2 separate regions of the Mus musculus genome follow, and region 1 is linked to region 2. A link is a contact called in public Hi-C data. All regions are on one chromosome and are shown on one strand. The core of a region is the stretch at or near the end of the contact, and the rest is flanking DNA. Distances in the headings are between cores, read along the strand shown. Region 1 overlaps Pkd1l1 (polycystic kidney disease protein 1-like 1). Region 2 overlaps Tns3 (tensin 3).

Region 1 (7,425 bases), core at 1,647-4,146, 310 kb after region 2:
AGTGAATCCTGCCAATGATCTTAGGAGGCGGAGACACGGGCACACACCTGTGAGCCGTGCTGAAACACGGGCTCGTTTAAGGAATTGTTCAGACCACAGGTATCCCAGGGACACCAAGTGACAGTGTCTGCAGAGGAGAACAAGTCAGAAACAGGTTTCAGAATACATAAGATGTCTTCAGGAGGGCAGGTTGGTTGAGATAGGCAGAACAGGTCTGGCTGTTTCCCCTCTGAGGCCCAGCACATTGTGCTGTCAGGGCAGGGCCATGGCAGCAGTGACAGGTTGTACTCTTTCTGTCAGACGTTAGCAGTGCTTTCCTTGAAGATATAACTAGAAGGGCTCCCACATTATAGCTCTGGAGTCTCTGGCGCAGATAAACAAAGTGGCAGGACGAAAGATGCATAGCAGAATGCCCAGGGGCACACTCCAGAGCTGAGGTCCAACACAGGTACTCACAACCCCCGGGGTCCCTCGGAAGCTGGCAACTAATGCTGAGAGAAATGCTTTCTCTAAGGAGGCCTGACCTCCTCTCCCCAGCAGAAAGAAAGAAGTGAACGCCAAGTGCTTGAGTAAGCTAGAAAGTGACCAAGAGAGCAAAGGACCAAGGTTTCAGTGTGTCTGTAAGAACTGAGACGTGGGGGGAAGTTGTGAGAGGCTAGCACACCTGTGGTCCCTATGAATCAGTAAGATGGGGGAGGACACAACAGGCATGATTGACACCATAGCCAGTCCTGGAGAGGAGATACAATGTGAGACTAGGTAGAACTACATTTTCTGGTGGCGGTGACTTAACAGGTGAAATTAAGCAAGGAGATTTATGCATTTTATTTAGACCAACATATATAAAAAATAGTATGTGCATTCAGCGCAAGTAGAGATGTTTACAGATTGAATTTATTAAATTCAACAAGTATTTTATATTTATAGCACATCTCAATTTGAGCTGACCATACTTCTTTCTCTATACTCTTAGGAGGTAAGTGACCATGACATTGGAGAGCACACCTATGACCTCCCTAGGGACTCCTTTCTTGTCTATATCTGATTGGTAGGCTACCAGAAATCCTTCTTAACTGTTTTCATTATCATATTTATTTATAGGATACATATCATGTGCCTAGAGGGATATGCATATATCTTCTTCTTCTCTCTTATCCTAGAAAACACCTTAAATTTTACAACATGTATTTCAAACTTGAGAAAGCTTGTTACACTTGTACAGTTAAATAAGAGCTGAGGCTGAGGCTGTAGGCTTCAGCTACAAGCTCATCTGGTCTAAGACAGTGACAGGCCTCTCAGCCATCACAGCTTACTACTCAGGTACCTGGCTATAAGGTCAGAGGCTGTTACCAGTGCTGTTTCTGAGTGGACTGTGATGCTCGCTCTCTTGGAGCATGAGTGGGGTCATTTGTGGTATACATGGGTCACCATGACCTGTTTTACTAGATAGTATGTTACTTGATGGATAGATGTCTCTGTGAAATATGCTTGGCATACCTGTGGTCACTTCAAGACAACAAGATGAAGCTATGCTTGGGAAAAACAGAGATGATTGAGACTGTAGTCAGCACTGGCAAGGCGAAATACAATGTGAGCTCTGGGCAGAACTGTAAATTTAATGATAGCTGCAATTTAGTTGGCAAAAATAAGCAGGGAAATTTACTTTGTGTTTTATTTAGACCAATATATGTAAAATAATATATTCAGCAGAAAATAGAAATTTGCATACCAAACTTAGCCTCATGGAGTGTTAGAGGTACCCAGCTTTGACCAGTTTGAGCTGTACCACAGGCACTGTGTGTGAAAAGAATAATTGGTTTTCTAGTGGTTGGGACAAATGATGCAGGACCAGAGAGTGTCAGGCAGGACAAAGCTTTACCAGGACAGCTCTACTCAAGAGCTAAGTGAAGGCCCAGAAATTGGTACCTGGCTGTAATAGAATCCCTAGGGAAGAGGAAGTCATCCCAGGCAAGATTCTGGCAGCAGCAAACATGATGAGAAAGATAGCACACTATGAAGAAGGAAGGCTAAGAAAGGTGAACCCATTTCAGAGACCCAGTGCTCACTAAGAGTGTGCTGACAGATTCCCATGTCTCCTCACTACATGCCTAGAAGAGCTGCTCTGCCCACCTCAGTGAGAAGAGCATCCTATAGAGAGTTTCAGGAAAGCCAGCCCAGTGGGCTTTCAACACAGGCAAGGAAACTCTAGGCTCTAATGGCATCAGAATCCAGAGAATGTATAGCTGTGGTCGAAGGGCAGAGTAGACAGTGAGCTGAAGCTCCCTGGCAGAAAAGAAATGCAGATGACTATAGACACACAGGAAAGGTAGACCAGAACGCCTACCAGTGATGAGACAGTAAGGCCCCATGCTGATGCTGGGGAACAGTAGGGAACAAACTGGTAAACTTCCTTCCTAGTGCTTCTGGTCTTTTGGTGTATGAGAGAGAACCAAGTAATAGTGTAGCACACACATCTCAGTAGATGCAAAGTCCTTGTAAGAGGGCCCTAGGGTGGCTGAGAACAAAACATCCCAAGACAAAGAGAAGCCATTTGGAACAGTGTGAGCTCTGATCCTGTCTGTCTAAAAACAGCGAGTCTTCAAACACCAAAGCCTATGGAGCCCCAGGAAGCTACTCTCAAGGTTCTCCCAGCTGTGAATAATGTCTCTCCACACAGACTAAATTCTAGTTCTTTGGGGCAGCTTTGCTGAGCCTTGGAAGATGGGCTTACTATGACTTCTAGCCTTCCATTGCCCCAGCCTCCTGCCTCTGTAGGAAAAAAAGGATGCGTGTCTTGATTTTTGTGATTGCCACACTAGATTCCTACAAGTTGTGGAAATTACAATCTAAGATGTAGAAGTGTCTGGAATCCTTCTGCTCCTGGTGCTCAACACAGGATGGCCTTTGCTGCTCTCTGTGCATGGATCAACAATGTGCACAATGAATGTGTTTCACAGTACCATGGAGGCAAGGACCCGGCTCAGTAAGGGAGTGCCAGCTGCTCATGATGTGAAGATATCTACCTGGTTTGTGCCTAGCCTTGCCACTCATGGGTGCCTATGGAGCTCAACACCCCTGAGTAGGAAGTATAGCCTCAGGGCTTCCCTTATGCAAGTGCTCCGTTCCTTGGCTGGGGTGGGAGGGGCAGGGCTGACTCATGAAGTCACAGTTCTAGTGACAACTACAATGGGGAGAGGATAGTTATTTTTGTCTTTCAGGAAGAATCTGCTTAGAACACTCAAAGCACATCTTCCCCCAAGACTGAAGAGTCTCTGATGTCTCCATAGCTTGGCCACTCTGGCTACAGAAAGGTCCTTCCACTCTCTGGGCCTTTAGTTTCCCCAGCTGCAGTGGTTACGTTAGGAACAGTCTTGTGTTTCTGCCCCAAGGTTTGCCCAGATTATAGAGGGTGGGAAGGCAGAGGAGAAGATGGGTAGGAGTTGATATGACCTCTGAGGAGACAGGAACAAGAGTGGTACCACTTATCCAGGAAAGGAAGGGTGGAGCTGTGGTAGAGGAAGACCACCAGCCTTGTGCCCTCTAAGGCTCCCCACACAACAGAAAGGAGAACTGGGTCCAGGGTGCTTCATACAAGTAGGCAGAGTGAAGTTAAAGAGAGGAGGTAGAGCTGGGAACACTGTAGTTAGAGGGGAACAAGTCCCCCTTCTTTTTGGGTTGTTCCAGGAGCAGCTTGCCCAGGGTGTAAGGGTACTCTAGGTATGGAATGGCTCTGGGTCACTGACAGATCTCAAGGTATGTAGAAAAGAAGCTTAGAGAATCTGTGGGGTAGAGATACAGGGTCTTAGAGAGGGTATTTCTCCCTTTCATGACCCCTGTTTCTTTCCCTGAGTCTCATGGTGATCACTTATTGGAAACATCTCTGTCTAAGACCATCACCAGCTAGAAAGAGAGGACACATGATGTGTCTATGCATCATGTTAGTGCCAGCCTCCTTACTGTAATTGATGTTGGCTGACACCTGCTTCCTCACGCTGCTGTAAGTCCATGAGTTCTACTTCACACAGCAGGCATGGAGGCCCAACGAGTGGTCATGTGGGATGGTCTTCAAATCTCACTACTCTCAGTACCACTGTCTGTGAGCATACAGCAAAATTCTACAGAACACATTCATCACCTTGATCCCTCTTGTCCTTGTGTGACAGATGCCATAGAACAATAACAGCTGTGGCCTCTTTCTGGGTAGCCCTGAGTCTCCTATTGTATGTACCTGATGCCATGACACCATCAGGCCGATGTCCACAAGCCTCTGATAAAGTCCTTTGTGGAACTGGTCGGTGATGTTCACAGCAAGAGTAGTGAGGTGACCAGAGGCTGCATAGTAGGCTATTGCTACTCCAACCATAGAGAGCTGCAAGACGAGAAGAAAGGTCCTTCAGTTGGCCAAGGGAAGCCTCAGCATCCCTGACACTCTGGTGACAAGTTGACTGTCAAACATGAAGTTGGTGGTTGAGGAGACGACTCATTTGGTAAAGGGTAATCACATGCCTGTAATCTTCATGTGGGGGAGACTGAGGCACGTCACTTCCTGGGCTCACCAGTCAGCTAGCCTATTCTACTCAGTGATTCCCACACCAGGGAGAGAAGATGTCTTACAAAACAAAACGATGAATACTCTCTGAGAAACAACACCCAGGGTTGTCCCCTGGCCTCCTTGTATTTATGCACCAAAACACATGTGAACACACACACACACACACACACACACACACACACACACATACACACGCACGCACGCACGCACGCACCACCACCACCACCACCACCAGTTGTCAGGGAAACCTGATTTCAAACGCTATTCTGCCTCTGCACTACAGTGGAGTAACCACAGTGACATTGGAAGGAGTTAGTATTTATAAGATTTCCCGATAAAAGTACTTTTCCTTTCAGATAGAAATACTTTAGCGTCATTGTTCTCCATAATGAAGACTACATTGGAGAGGTTACCTCCAGCCAGTGTCTTGGTTTTCTCCAGTAGCTGAGGATGCCCTTGGTTGTCATCCCCCAGAGCTGGAAACAGAGGTGGATCACGTTGAGTACCAGGAACAGCAGCTGAGAGGGGACAGAAATAAGTGAGACAATAGAAGGTTCAGCTGGGTTGTTTGCTCAAGGTCTAAATTTCTGGCTGGTGCCTTTGCCCAGCCAGTAGACATAGTGCAAGCCTCTCTCTGTCTCAGCAGCATTTGATGTCAAACTAGCCCTGCAGTAGACATCTAGGCAGCTTAGTCTCACTTCACCCTAAGCTCTCTCAGAGACCCAATTCCATGCAAAATATCAAGGCCTGCTATTGACCCTACAGGCCCAGTAATAAGGCATTTGGGCATCCACTGACACTACCAGCTTACCATGCCTGCCTTGTCCATTCTCTATGTCTTTGGGAGCTGTGTGCATTAGGCCTTGTAGGTCCACCCTTAACAAACTGTAAACATAATGAGAACCAAGTTGGCTTTGAGTACTAAGGGAGGGTGTGAAAGAGTGGTATTGTACCACGTCATACCAGAGACTGCCTCTCTGTTACAGTGGGGACCACAGTGAATTAGCAAGTATTTATAAAACTTCCTGAAAAAAGTCTTTCCCTTTCAAATAGAAATACTTTAGTGTTATTTTTCTCCATACAGAAGACTACAGCAGAGAAGTTACCTCCAGTTAGTTTTTCTGTTTTCTCTATAGTGTAGAGCCAAAGAAAAGAGCAGGGAACTGACCTGGTCTTTGAAACTCTTGACATTTATCCAACATGACTTCATTATTTGGTGTGACTCCTGATATTTTAAGATAGTGCACTAGAATACTATTTAGCTTGTTTTTTTGACTGTTATTTATTTACTTACTTATGGTGCTTAAGGCATGAGCCTCTCTTATCTCAAACTCTTATCAGTGTCCACACCTCTGCTTTATACTTATCCTCCATTCTAGTCTCTAACAGTCCCTAGACTTCTTTCCCTTCCTGAAGCCAAGCAGATTTGACTTGTCCAACCAGCAGGTCACATTTCCTTCCTTCTGAAAGGAACATGAAATGAGAAGATACAAACCCAGTGGCATACAGTGGAGGGTGGCTGCTGAGGCTTTTGATGGTTCAATGAAGATGTGAACTGCTGGTACCTAGTACTGTGGACTACAGGGGCTGGTATCCTCAAATTAATATTTGGTATCCCAAGCCCCATGGTTTCTGTATTTGTAGGCATGCCTCGATGGAAAGGCTAAATGCAGGCATGGGGATGCTTCTGCTTCTGAAATATTGGGGTTTATATACGTACTGAAGCCGAAAGCACACATACTTTCTCTTTGTTCACAGGCACAGAAAAGGAGCCAGGCTGTGTGACACAATAAGTCAATGACAGAGAGAAAGTGGGTTTCCACCATCCAGGGAGTGAGTTTTCACTACAGCCCAGCTCTCCTGGCACCTTGATCTTAGGCTTGTAGCTACTGGGTCTTTGGAAACCGATGCCTGTTATTTAAGCCAACCAGCCATTGAACACTATGTGATCCTGTTTGCCTGAGGGATATGTGGCTGTTCCCTGGTGGCTGCTTGAAATTTCAATAATACCAAACTCTATTAATACTCCAACTTTATTATAAAATACATAGCCAGTGGTGGTAAAGCTTAATTTCTACATCTGGCATAGTAACTGAATAACAGTACTAATCAATAATAAAATAGAGCAGTTATAACAATATACTGTAATTACACCACAATACACTATTAGGTTGTTTAAGATGTAGGCATTATTTACTTCTGGAACATTCTGTTTCATATTTTCAGATCATGGTTGACTATAGAAAGTTAAATGTTCAGACCTCTGTGCACCTTCCCTGCCGGAGGAGAATCAGCCTCCAGGGAGGGCTTGGACCCTGGGACTCAGGTGAGATTGCCATCTTGTATCCTGGGTCTCTCAGAGACCAGTCTGTGCAGGAGAGCGCGTGGACTGCAGAAGCAACAGAGCTTCTTGGACAGGGTCCCTTTGGGCCTTCATCCTCAGCCAGGAGGCAGAGCTGAGACCCAGACTTCTGTTCACCTTCCCTGCCAGAGGAGAGCTTGCCTGCAGAGAGTGCTTTGACCACTGGGATTGAGGAGAGAGTTGGACTCTCAGGAGTGCTGACAGAGGCTAACAGAATCACAGGAGGAACAAGCTCCAGCCAGAGACAGCTAGAATATCTAACACCAGAGATTACCAGATGGTGAAAGGCAAATGTAATAATCTTACTAACAGAAACCAAGACCACTCAGCATCATCAGAACCCAGTACTCCCACCACAGCAAGTCCTGGATATCCCAACACACCTGAAAAGCAAGATTCAGATTTAAAATCATATCTTATCATGCTGATAGAGGATTTTAAGAAGGGCATTAATAACTCACTTAAAGAAATACAGGACAACACTGCTAAACAGGTAGAAGTCCTTAAAGAG
Region 2 (6,869 bases), core at 2,930-5,429:
CCTCAGCCAGGAGAGGAACCAAGTTGGGGACAGACTCTGCTTCTGTGAAAATTGGAGGATACAATGTCTACAGTGTCATCCTTGCATGAAAGAAAGCATGGGGCCAGGGGGAGAATTTGAGCCCAGAAAAAAAAATAATGAGTCTTTCTGGGTGCCAGGATATCTATCATCTTTCTCATTTCCTGTCGCTGTAATCAAAGTGCTATCTACATGACTGCAAACCAAACTTAGGAAGCCATACAAATTCTGCGGATACCTGAAACACTAAGGGGAATGTAAAAACCATGGGTGACTTTGTTCTAGCACTTTCCAGTAGACCAGCTTCCAAACAGTAATGGTGCCCCTCTGCCCCAGCGGCTCCACTGTTCAGCACCCATTGGAGCCAACTAGAGATGCAGGGACCATGCACCTCTCAGAACAGCAGCTTAGGGACCTTAGCATGGCTGGCCCTCCCTGCTCTACTTCTTGTGGGAGAGAACCCATTTCACAATCCTTCCCCAAGTCACCCGAAAAACCCAGCACACGCCAGGCACTTACTAGATTCCAGATGTGTACACAGGCTGCATAGCTTGGTAGAGCTTCAGAAAGGGCCGGCAAGCTGAAAGAGAGGCACAGGCCAAGGAAAGACAGGATCGTGAACACATGCACAGATGTTCCACCAACAAAGGAACATGGTTGGGCCTCCAACCAGAAGGCCATGGGGGCAGGGAGTTAAAGACAACCTGTAGTTCTGTAAGTTCACCTTACTCCTGGTGATCAGGGGGACTAGAAGCTACAGCTACAATCAACTGATGATTGAACACCTGCATGGGTGCAGCCAGGGAGCAAGAGACAGGCTCTGTCCCAGACACGAGCTGTGAGCACCTGCAGGGGACAGGGGGCAAGGTCTCTGGCCATATGCTGGGAGTGCCTACATGGAACAGGGAGTCAGGGAATATGTCACAGAGGAAGAAGGAAGGATGGTGCGTTAGGGGATGGTCTACTGCGCTGGATTCTCTCAAAGCTGTGGAAACCTTGAGAAGAAGCACACAGCTGAACCTCTACAGAGCTGCTGATTCAGGGTGACCCTGGCCTAGCAGGAGCTCATGTACTGGCTACAAGGCTCTTTGTAATCCCCAAGCTGGAGCTCTGCTGACACACTGTAACCATAGCAACAGAACCTAGGTATCCCAGGAGGAAAGGGCTGCTTGTTGAGGGCTCTCTCTAGTCTAGGCTGGGGAAGTCTCTCACCTCCTCCAGTGTCAAAGCTGGGGACACCATGCATGATGACGAAGTGTAGGAACAGAGGTGAGGTGTTCATCTTCATGGCTCCAGACAGTAGCCCGCTGAGAAACTGCACGTACCTGCAGGAGACAGCGGCTAAGACTCCACAGCCAATTCACAGCTGCTGAGTCTAGCGGCAGGCAGTACAGAATGGGAACTGCATCTGGAGATCCTGGGGACACCTTGTCCCACTGTATACAAGGAACAATTAATTATCATCCTATGCTTGTCATGGGGAGTCACTGCTTCACTGAGGCTCCGCCCACAGCTCTGAGAACTGCTGACGTCATCGTCATTTTTTGTTTGTTTGGTTGGTTGGTTGGTTGGTTTTTCGAAGACAGGGTTTCTCTGTATAGCTCTGGCTGTCCTGGAACTCACTTTGTAGACCAGGCTGGCCTCGAACTCAGAAATCCGCCTGCCTCTGCCTCCTGAGTGCTGGGATCTCTTTCACACATGGATGCTCACACCTTGGAGGTCTCCTCACCTGTTCCCAAGCCCATCACCAGCAAGGCCAGCATGGCAAACAGAGTGACATGGGGCATGCCAGCTGCTCATTCCACACACATGAGCCATGACGAGCAGCTGGTATCAATGGCCCCTAACCTCCTGCTCTCACACACACACACACACACACACACACACACACACACACCACACACAAACCACACACCACACACCACACACCACACACACATCTCCAAAGCACTCTCATCTCAGCTGAGGTTCACCCATGGCCACTCATATATACTGAAGATGTGAATTTTGCCATATGGACTCTGGCACTGACTTCAATTGTCCAAGCTGACTGTCACAGCCCTCCACATACATGTCAGTCAAGAGTGAGGTTTCTACGCTGTGTATGATCAAAGGTCCCTCATAAAGCAATGACCGGAGTATGAGCTGTACCCTTGCCACGGCCTGATGGTCCCCTGGCCTCCAGCATTCCTTCCTCTGCCCTCCCTGGCATAACTGTATCCTGCTCCCATGGAAGCCCTGAGGTAGCCAATGCCCTAAGGCCCAATCCTCACCAGAGCCTTCAAGATGTCTCTTGGGATCTGTCTGCTTTCTTGCCTTTCTCCAACAAAGTACTACACTCATTGCAAGAAGGAAGAAATGACCTGCTATCAAACTAATGGTCCATGCAGCGAGCAGGAAGCAGGAAGTGACATTCACCAAGCCCCTGGATGAACACAGTCAGTCATGGGCTCTACCTTAGAACAAAAACACTTCAAATGCCCACTGGAATGCAGACCGAGATCATGGTTAAACAGCTGAGTTGGAGGCAAAATAAACCAAACAGAAAACTTTTAGTGCTTTCCCAACTTAGAAACACCCTTATGGAAAGCTTTAATATAATCCACAAGCATTCCCTTCACTGTAGGGAAAACCCACAGTGACAGACAGGTGGTGACAGCATCCCACAGTTCCAGTGGCACATTGCTACATTGTTACAATGAAGGCAAAACTTCCCAAGTGACAGAAGCCTGGTGTCCTTCCCCAGAAACTCAGGTAAGCAGGCCATGGGTGTCCAGCCCCAGGAGTTTACTCTGACTGCAAAGGTTCCGAGCCTCCTATAGAGAAGTGCAGGATGGGAGAACCAGCTTGTGACCCGTCAGCTGCGCTCTGTACACAGCAGAGCTCATCAGTCCCCTTGGGTGGGTGGCCTTGAGCAAAGGTAATGGACTTACACACAAGGCCTGGGTAGAATACCGAAGACCCTACTTAAGATAGCTCTGCCCTCTTCCCAGCTCTGGGCAATCCTGGACACTAGGAAATGTATGTCCTTATCTTTCCTGTGAAGGGACTCTGTGGTAATCCAGACCTGCTGTGGGTGGCTCTTCCATGACTCCCTCAAATAAGACAGACCTTCACACAGAGGGACTTGGAAGTTCAAGGGCTCTGTGTTGGTAATGGTCACTTCCTTCTCCGATGCACATCCAACATTTCCTCAGACATGGCAAATCCTATGTGGCTCTGCAACCTGAAGATTTGTGACTCCCACTCTCTGTTTTGTTTTGGTTTTCTTTTTTTTTGGGGGGGGGGGTTGAGACAGGGTTTCTCTGTGTAGCCCTGGCTGTCCTGAAACTCACTCTGTAGACCAGGCTGGCCTCGAACTCAGAAATCCGCCTGCCTCTGCCTCTGCCTCCCAAGTGCTGGGATTAAAGTTGTGCACCACCACCGCCCAACTGACTCCCACTCTCTTTATGAGACACTCTTCAGGGATCTGAGACTTCTCCCTGCCCAGAGGCCACCAGCTCCTAACAATACTACAGGTGGGAGGCTTTCATGATGTCGGTTGACTCTCTGGGATTGCTATCCCAAGTGTTTTTTGGTTTGGTGTCCCCTGTCCCCACTCCCAGGCATGGTAACATACCTGTGATCCCAGCACTACAGAAACAGAGGCAGAAAAATCACAGGTTTAAGATTATCTCAGGCTACACAAGACCCTCCCTAAAAAATAAATAACTAAATAAAATAAAAACAAAAAGAAAAAGCAGTACGCCTTCCATTGTACAGCAACAGCTAGTAACAGCAGAAGTGTGCTTCTACACAAGCTTGCTCATGAGGAAGCTGTGACAGAGTCACTCAAGGACCAGGTCTCAGTCTTCCTCATTGAAACTTACTCTTAATGACTGTCATCTTCCCAGCCGCCCACTAGGGGGTGCTCAGCTCACAGTGGACCCACGCAAAGAGAACCCACAGTAAGAACGTCTACACAGGTTCTAAGTCCAAGGTTTCAACCAGGTATACACACACAAACACACACACACACACACACACACACACACACACACACACACACACACACACACACACACACACTCACACTCACACTCACACAGGTTAGAGGCATTTAGGATAAAGGAGATTAGAACTATATACAACTAGAGAATATGCCCTGTGGCCTGAGAGATGGACATGGTTCAGGCTACCATGAATGGCTTTTCTGTGGGTTCAGGCCTCATGCATGAGTAGTCCCTGAGATAGGGAGACAGAGACAGGGGGATCCCTGGGACTCTATACTTAGGCTGCAGGTCAGTGAGAGGTCCTTCTCCAAATAACCAAGGTGGATGGCACCTGAGGAATGACACCCAAGGTTGACCTCTGACCTCCATTAATTGTTTGAGCTACCTTGAAGATGGAAAGAACTAGGTAAGTGGGTGGTACTGAGAGGTGGGGGATCAGAAAGCTGCACCCAAGTCGTGACTGAAGATTATATGCTCAGAAAATAGTGGGAAAGGGGAGGGAGCTCCAGGATTTCAGGGCACAGGCTGACCCTGCTTTCCCTCAAGAATACCACTTGTCAAGACACATCTTGACCACTGCACGGCAGAGGGTGTGGTTTGGGGGACTGTCCTTATTCTTATGTCCTGGAGGATAAGAACCCCGATCTTTACCTGAGACGTGCAGGTTCTATCTGGGGTTGCTACCCCATGTGTCCCTAATGATTCCCTATGCAGTACAACTGGGGCAGTGTAACAGCTAGGCGCTCAGTGTTCAGTGTAACAGCTAGGCATTCCGTATACGCTGTGTTCAGTGTTATATGGAACCTAGAAGGTTTAGAGTGGATGGACAGTCAGCTGCAAAGAAGAAAGGAAAGTGGATGAACTGAAGACCATCATGGTAATATGTCTTCTCTCATATGTGAACCTAGATTTCACGTATGTGTACACACACACAACTGTCTGGGGGAAGAAAGAGGACCAGTGGGAAGAGGATAAGAGGTATAAATATAAGAATAATGCATAATACACATCTATCAAATGTTATAATGAAATCTATTATTTTATACACTAATAAAAATTTGAAAACGCACAGGGTACACAACACAAAAGAATACACATCAGCTCTACACAAATTCCAGGCCATTTTATGTAAGGGCCTTGAGCATCTGCAGGTTATAGGTAGGCTCTAGATCCAGTCCTCTTTGGAAGGTCCTGGTGATGCCTTCTTTTTCCATGGTTGCTTAAAATGTTGAGACAGCCACAAGTCCTAAATTTCTCCCTCATCCTCAATAGACTTAACTGTGATCTTTACTTTGAAATAATTTCTGCACTTTGGTCCTAACATAACCTGCAGAACAGCAGCCCTGCCCACAGGCATTCAGAAAACAGTGGGATGCACAGCCCATGAATGCAATCGTCACCTTCTCCTGGTCTCTCCCATGTTTCCTGAGGTTTATTTATCCCAGTTGCTAGACCACTCAATAATTATTTGGTTTGTGTCTTCTAATGCAGGCACCAGGCAAGCTGGCAAGAAAAGAGGCAGAAAGAAGGCAGCCCTAATCTCAAGGGCAGAGCAGTGAACTGGAATGCAAACTTGAACCCTGCTGAGCTGGAAGCACTTTAAAATGAGATGTTTTCCCTCTTTCTCCTTCACACTTCCCAGTATCACTAGAAGCTATCCCTTCTATAAGTAGTGAGCCCTGGCGGCCACACCTGCCTGCTGAGTCCTTGCATTTGTGGGAGTTGCATCTTGTTTGCACCTCAGCTTCTGTGCAGGTCTTAGGAATGTTGCCATTTTGGAAACTGCTCAGTGGAAAAATAATAGTTCATGGGTTCATAACCGAACAGGGGCTGCTCGAGTGGAATAAATCACCATAATATACTCAAGTCTGGAAAAGCTGCTTCCCTGTCAGGGCCTGTTGCTAAAACAGACCATACCCTGGCTCCAACCCACGGTCCCAAAATGTAGCCCACATTCTTTCAAACCGAAAACTGTCTGAGTGAGCCCAGACCACTGGAATCATCGTGTCTGCTGGCCCAGCGGCATTTGTATTAGAGAAAGCAGATGGAAAGGATCAACACTCACAGACAAAGGTTTGGGGCTAAAACAAAATCTTATCTCCAAGCTGGGGGCCATTTTACAGCTGCCTTCAGAATTCTTGGACAAATTCTGAAGTTAAGACAAAACTACAATGCAATTATGTGAGTGCCTCAAAAAGAGAAAGCCCTGTTCTCTGACTGCTACACTCCAACATTTCAGGGGCTACTATGTGTTGCAGCCAGAACAGGCTGGCAGGGAACAGCCAAGAGAAATTCTCTCCAGCTTCAACAAGCTGACACTGTAGAATAGAAGTCAGCCTATGATGATCTGATACCCCACGCTTGTCAATAAAGCTTAACTAGAACACAATCAGGCTGATTCATTTCCATACTAGATATGTCTCTAACATTGATGTTAGAACACTGGTGAGCTAAAACCACAGTCTGAAACATCCACCCTCTAGTCTCTCTACCAAGCCCCCTGATCCCTGTTCTAGCAGACAGAAATGAGTTCAACATGGCTGGCTGTAGACAGCAAAGCTCACTATCTGAAGGAGACAAGGATTCTCAGGGCTGAACTGAGCTGTGGCTCTGTGTCTTCCTCTCTGGGAATGAGCCACGGGTGAGAGCACACAGGTTCTTACCAGACACGAGGCTTTTACTAAACACGTAGGCCTATGAGACTCATATCCTTGCCTTGGGAACCAGCAAAGCCCTCCCTCATACTCTTAGGTAAGACACAATGGTTGTGCAGAGAGAAGTTGTCAGAGAATATTCATCTGGCCCCAAGGATAGATAGATACATACCGCTTCTGGGAGGGCTCCATTAAAGCTGAAATT

What was found. Hi-C and Micro-C count contacts between places; a contact is called where the count stands out from the background.
Region 1: a Hi-C map of bone marrow-derived macrophages shows a contact between it and region 2, with 50 read pairs. The contact joins two enhancer-like sites. A contact is called at or near these places in 7 of 39 promoter capture datasets (the C10 cell line, embryonic stem cells, hippocampal neurons and 3 more), 4 of 15 datasets of contacts at CTCF or cohesin (the NIH/3T3 cell line, embryonic stem cells, large pre-B cells and 1 more), 133 of 484 Hi-C or Micro-C datasets (the 3T3-L1 cell line, 3T3-L1-derived adipocytes, the AML12 cell line and 79 more), 17 of 115 datasets of contacts at active chromatin or transcription factors (CD4 single positive thymocytes, the HPC-7 cell line, the NIH/3T3 cell line and 10 more) and 4 of 9 other capture datasets (adipose tissue, embryonic stem cells, liver and 1 more).

Annotation. Positions count from the first base shown.
Region 1 is chr11:8,844,690-8,852,114 of GRCm38.p6, forward strand. It overlaps Pkd1l1 (polycystic kidney disease protein 1-like 1), which reads right to left. Exons shown (of 52, transcript XM_017314870.1): 46 at 4,966-5,070; 47 at 4,229-4,369. Among named protein-coding and RNA genes, the nearest start is that of Gm36772, 49 kb to the left of the region's middle. Within about 2 kb of position 2,897, at least 36 of the 459 cell types and tissues checked have an H3K27ac peak or open chromatin away from gene starts, as enhancers often do. A contact at or near this core is called in bone marrow-derived macrophages, where this site is marked.
Region 2 is chr11:8,531,167-8,538,035 of GRCm38.p6, forward strand. Tns3 (tensin 3) reads right to left here. Exons shown (of 31, transcript NM_001083587.1): 10 at 6,837-6,869; 11 at 1,231-1,343; 12 at 538-598. Among named protein-coding and RNA genes, the nearest start is that of Tns3, 130 kb to the right of the region's middle. Within about 2 kb of position 4,180, at least 7 of the 459 cell types and tissues checked have an H3K27ac peak or open chromatin away from gene starts, as enhancers often do. A contact at or near this core is called in bone marrow-derived macrophages, where this site is marked.